2 separate regions of the Mus musculus genome follow, and region 1 is linked to region 2. A link is a contact called in public ChIA-PET data. All regions are on one chromosome and are shown on one strand. The core of a region is the stretch at or near the end of the contact, and the rest is flanking DNA. Distances in the headings are between cores, read along the strand shown.

Region 1 (2,707 bases), core at 169-2,668, 630 kb before region 2:
GGTCTCATCCACATCTAATTTAGATGCCATTTAGACGAGAGTCTTTGGCCTTTAGAGTTTAGAGTTGATGCTGGAATAAATTAAGGCTCTTGGAACTGTTAAGGTGGGATGAATGCACTTTACAGTGAAGAAAGACATGGATTTTGGGGGGTCAGGAGCAGAAGGCTTTAGTCTGAATGTTTGAGTTTACCAATTTCATATGTTGAAATCCTAACTTCCGTGCGATGCAGAAGGAGATGGAGGTTTGGGGAGGTGATCAGGCTATGAGGGTGGAGCCTTTGTGTGCAGAATTAGCATCCTTATAAAAGAAGCTCCCAGAGCCCTCTTTGGAGAGGGGACAGCACAGAGATGGCCACCTTCCAACCAGCAAGAGGACTTTCACCAGAACAAAATCTGCCAGTGCCTTGATGTAGATTTCCCAGTCTCCAAGGAGAATTAAGAAATGGATATTGGCTTCCAGCCAATGACATTTGTTAACAAAGCCCATGTTATGTCTCACAGCGATCCCCTCTTTGTGCTAAGCCTAGGGTCGAGCAGTTTGCACGCCCTGTCTCCTTTAATTATTGTTCTTACTTATTGGTTTTTGATACAGGGTCTCACTATGTAGCTCTTGAGGGCCTCAGACTTACAGAAATTCTCCTGTCTCTGCCTTCTGAGTGCTGGGATTAAACATGTGCTCTACCATACCAGGTCTTCACTAGTTTTTGACATTGACCAATCCCTGGGGGTGGCCTTGTTAGTTTTCCTTGTTTACTGTCAGTATTCCTGAGAGCTGGATGTTCATCTAACTTATAGCTATCCCCCAGTGTCAGAAATGGAGAGCAGCACAATGTATGGGAGCAGCAGGTACTTTTTAAAGTCAATCATCTTACCTTATCCATTCGTGATGAAAACATTCTCATCTTTATTTTACTTTGTTTGTCTGAACAAATATGTCAGAGCAAATCAGAGTTCTCCAAGCTGCAGAGTTAAGATTTGAACTTGACTCTCTGGGTTTACTAAGATGAGGAATATGTAGGTAGTTCCCTTCTGGGACGTTAGCTATAATCCATTTGTTTATCTTCTTCTTTTGATTATCAAGATTGGGGCTCAGAATTGGGCAGACGTGGGCTTAAAATGTTGAGCATGCCATTTATATATTGTTTGACCTAGAGCAGCTTGCTTACCCTCTCTGAATCTGGTTTGTTGTTGGTGTCTGTCTATGGCAATAAAATGATGATTCATCACAGGGCTATTGAGGGTTAGGGGAACACAGTGCATCCCAGTGATCAGGAAATGCCTCATTTTAGATGCCCGTTTTAGGAGATCTAGGATTCCCGTGATACAGTGAGTGCTATCAACACACACTTCCTGTCTAGACTTCTTACTGCTGCTCTATAATCAAATGCCATACCCCCTGTGGATACAACCCACAGAAACGCATTCTGGAGACAGGATGTGTGACATCAGGGTACTGGTGTAGGTGGGTTCTGCTGCGGATCTCTTCAGAGAGGCACCCGATAATTTCTTGCTTTGTCGTCATGTGGTAGAAGCAAGAGCGCCTCGGTGGTTTTTTTGAGAGGAGCAAGGATTTCACTCCAAGCTCTGCTGCTCTTGGCTTCCTCATCTCCTGGAGGACCAGTCCTAATGCCACCACCTGGGGCTCTTATGAATAGGGCGGGGCATAGACAGTCAGTCCACACACTGCTCTACCATCTAGAGGTAATTAAAGAAAGGAATGTCTGAGCTTAAGCAGTGAGGGTGGGAGAGGAGGAAAAGAGTGGATGCAAACACCAAAGACATTGATTTTTGACCTTATAGTCTTCTTGGGGTCCGTGCTTTTCAGGGAAACAGCTATGTATATATTCAAAAGAGTTCCAAGGTTCACAGTGCTCATACCTGGCCTGGAATCTGGAATCTGTAGCATTGCTGTTTGATCTCATCCTTCCCTACCCCCTCTCCCTGCTAACTTCCATAGGGTTTCTCTGTGTAATAGCCCTGGATGTCTTGAAACTTACTTTGTAGATTGGGTTGGCCTGGCCCCCAACTCACAGAGATCTGCCTACCTCTCCCTCCTGAATGCTGGTATTAAAGACATTTGCCACCATGCCTGGCTACCTTTTAGATTCTTACTGAGTGAGAATTCAGCTACTAATGGATGTCACCTCTATTTTTGACTATCATGAGTCTCTCGTAGACAATGCTGGTTTTAAAACTTGATGCTTTCCTTGGGAGCTTCTGGCACAAACCTTTTCTGGTAGACCATGTCTGGCACATGTGTGTTTTAAACACTTGAAGTGAGGTTGGTTCAGGCCATGATGGGTTTGGCTGCCGGTGCTCCCCGAATTCTGGATGTTTGGCTTGGAAAACAGAGACACACAATGGTTACTTAAAGATGGCTGAGTGTAGAAATGAGAATTTCTAGAACATATTGGGCTAAACAAACTATATTGTTAGAATTTGTCTTCTATTGATTTTTTTAAACTTTCTTTTGTCATTTTGTAAGACAGGGTTTCACTTTACTGACCTAAAACTTGCTCTGTAGACCAGGCTGGCCACAAACTCACAGAGATCCTCCTGCCTCTGCCTCCTGGGTGTGGGGATTAAAGGTGTGCACCACTCCACCTGGCTGCTTTTGACTTTCCAACTATGGCCTCTAGAAAATGCAGCTTTCCATGTCGTACTGCTTAAACTCCACTCCTATGTGGCACAGCCCTGGGACACAGAT
Region 2 (2,737 bases), core at 48-2,547:
CATCTTTTCCTGAACGTTGTGCCACTGTGAAGTGATACCATCTGCTGCCCTCACCTCAGACCAACCCAGTGGGACTGCTTCTTTATTACAATTTACAAGTTATAAATTTTGTAAGTAAACTTCCTTCTTTATAACAAGTGTTCTCTTAACTAAGGGTTAAATGAAAGCCCCTTAGTGTCCAGGCAGCCTCAGGGTCCTCTCTGCAAGCTTGAGCTGCACTGGGGTCCTCTTATGCCAAGACTGGTCAAGATAGAGAGACAGGAATCACCGCAGCTTGTTTCTGTAGAATGTGAAGGATGGATAAAACCTACTACACCGTGAGTAGCCTGCCAAAGCGTCTCCAAGCCCTTATGGCGATTAATCACCCTGGGGCTCTCCCTCCCAGCGTGTCTAGAAAAGCTTTACAGGAGGAGATCGTCCCCCCAGCCTTCCTGTATCCTTCCCAAGAGTGCCCCACTGTTAACTGCACATATTTATCTCCTGACTTTGCCTGATCAAACTGTTCCTATTGCCAGAAGAGCTCTGGCCCTGGCCTCTGTGCAAGAATGTCACACGGTAAAAGCCTGGAAGGCTCAAAGATAGATAAACATGTAAGAATCAAAAGGGAAATATGGACAGTGAGAAAAGCAGACTTAATTAACTGATTCCCTTAAAGGGAAGAGCCCAATTAAAGGCATATAGTTAGCTGTGTCTGTAAGTCTTGTTTGCTTGTTTGTTTTTAACATTCTTACAAGTCTTAGTCACATAGTAGCTCTGTGACCTACTGGGAGGGGATCAGATTCCCTTTTTTTGAAACAATAGCACATTTTTTACTCAGCAGTATACAGAACCCCAAACCACTTCCCTTAAGCAACTGACAGTGTCACTTTTCAAACAGGAAGTGGAGACTTAGCAGAATTTTCACGGAGGAGCTTCCTTTGTCGGTTCACTGCAGTCATCTGATTTATGGGGGGTAGAAGTGATAAATTTAACAGTGCTGACAACTTTTGAAATGGGACTCGATCCACCCGACATCCCAGTTCAATGCACTACCCGCCCTTGCAGCTCAGCAGTGTAAATATATAACGTGCTAGAACACACATGAACATATTCATGATGAGATGTGTTAAAACTGTGAGTTTTCCCTATAATCCAACTCCTTCTCCATTTTTCCCATCCCCTTTCCTATGAACTCACAGGGGAATACCAAGTAGCTCCTCCCCTCCTTCCGACCCCCACCTGTCCTTCCTCTCCACCTGCCCCTGGGTTTCCACCCAAGTGCTGTCTCTGCTTTTGCTTTATTTCCTGCCTGCTGCAGCCAAACTAAGCCTTTGCCTTTGTTAACATCCCCCTTCTCTGCTGACTAGCGTGAACAGGCCAACCTGGTGTTCAGTGGCTCCCATAGTCGAATCTGCCCTCAGTTTTCTGGTCTTCCATACATCCAAAAAATAGAAGATGCTTCGTTTCCTGGGATATTTATTGCTTTTCTCACTTGTATACCATGCCCCTCCCTCTGACTGGGATGTCTTCCCACCCTCACCCCATCCTCTCCCACAGTTGCATCTAGAGTCCATCAGGATGCTTCCTTGTAAGCCTCCCTGACAGCCCTGCCACCACAGGACAGCAGCACTTCTGAGTGCCTGGGGGTCTATACAAACCTTTGGCACCTGCACTTTAGCATTACGGTGTTATTCTGGTACTATTTTCCTCCGGCTTACTAGTAAGTACCCTCCTAGAAATTATGTCTATTTCAGAAGTGTAATTGTGGAGACTCAGTCCATTGAAGACAGAGAATAAATGAAAGAAACATTAGCAATAGACAAGGGTTGTTGCTGGTTGCTTGGGTCAGATCTGGGGCTTTCACATGATGGGCAAGCTCTTCATCACCAAACTACGTCCCCACCCCTGATGTTTAGGTTGTTTGTTTGTTGTTTTTACTGGTTGTTTATTTGTTTTTACTTTTCAAATTTCCATTTCCTCTTCAAAAGAAAAAATTTAAACTTCCTATTTATATGAAAGTGAAGAATGTTTGTTTAGTCCTAAATATCTGGAACAAATTCACATTTGTGAAGCCATAATATAATATAATATAATATAATATAATATAATATAATATAACATAACATAATAATATTGGCCCCAAAGGTTAAAATTAAAGATACTTTGGATCCACAGAAGAACTTTAGCAAATGGTGTTGAGAATCAAACATTACAGTGCAGGACAGGACAGCAGCAGCCAGCTGCTTTGAGTGCGCCTTTCTCATGGCATAGGTAGCACTGGTTTCACTTGGCAGATAACTCTTTTCTATCCTACATTTTTACCTGTGTTGAGCATGAAGAGAACGGGCTTAGCATATGGTACTTCCTGAAGTCTACCTTCAGAAGAAGCACACAGTATACTGCTGCTGCTCTAAATGCCATAGTTCTCTATTTTCCAGCTTTATCCTTTCCTATTGGAAGGAGTTCATGAAGGGACAGAGCTGTGCTCTGTTTCCAAGTACCACCAAGGTCTAACCACCCCAGAAATGCACCTGCTTTTTGAAAACCTTCTAAGAGGTGGTGGCACTACATGGGAATTCCTTCCAGACTCCCCAAATCCTTGGCATTCCATCTAGGCTTCAACTCAATTCTTCTACGAGTAAAACTGACTATCAAGTCCTAATGTGTACAAACCAAGGCTGAATACTCACTCAGCACACGCCAAGAAGGAAGGCGATCCAGAGGAGCTCTGTGATGGCTTCAGTGCCCGACTCTGTGG

The links. ChIA-PET counts read pairs in DNA pulled down with a chosen protein or histone mark.
Region 1: a contact with region 2 is called in an RNA polymerase II ChIA-PET map of memory CD8 T cells, with 12 read pairs. The contact joins two enhancer-like sites. A contact is called at or near these places in 2 of 115 datasets of contacts at active chromatin or transcription factors (CD8 T cells and memory CD8 T cells).

Annotation. Positions count from the first base shown.
Region 1 is chr9:95,315,657-95,318,363 of GRCm38.p6, reverse strand. No RefSeq gene overlaps it. Among named protein-coding and RNA genes, the nearest start is that of Gm32018, 6.5 kb to the right of the region's middle. Within about 2 kb of position 1,418, at least 32 of the 459 cell types and tissues checked have an H3K27ac peak or open chromatin away from gene starts, as enhancers often do. A contact at or near this core is called in CD8 T cells and memory CD8 T cells, where this site is marked.
Region 2 is chr9:94,690,036-94,692,772 of GRCm38.p6, reverse strand. The region is part of intron 2 of Slc9a9 (solute carrier family 9 (sodium/hydrogen exchanger), member 9); the gene reads right to left. Among named protein-coding and RNA genes, the nearest start is that of Slc9a9, 22 kb to the right of the region's middle. Within about 2 kb of position 1,297, at least 182 of the 459 cell types and tissues checked have an H3K27ac peak or open chromatin away from gene starts, as enhancers often do. A contact at or near this core is called in CD8 T cells and memory CD8 T cells, where this site is marked.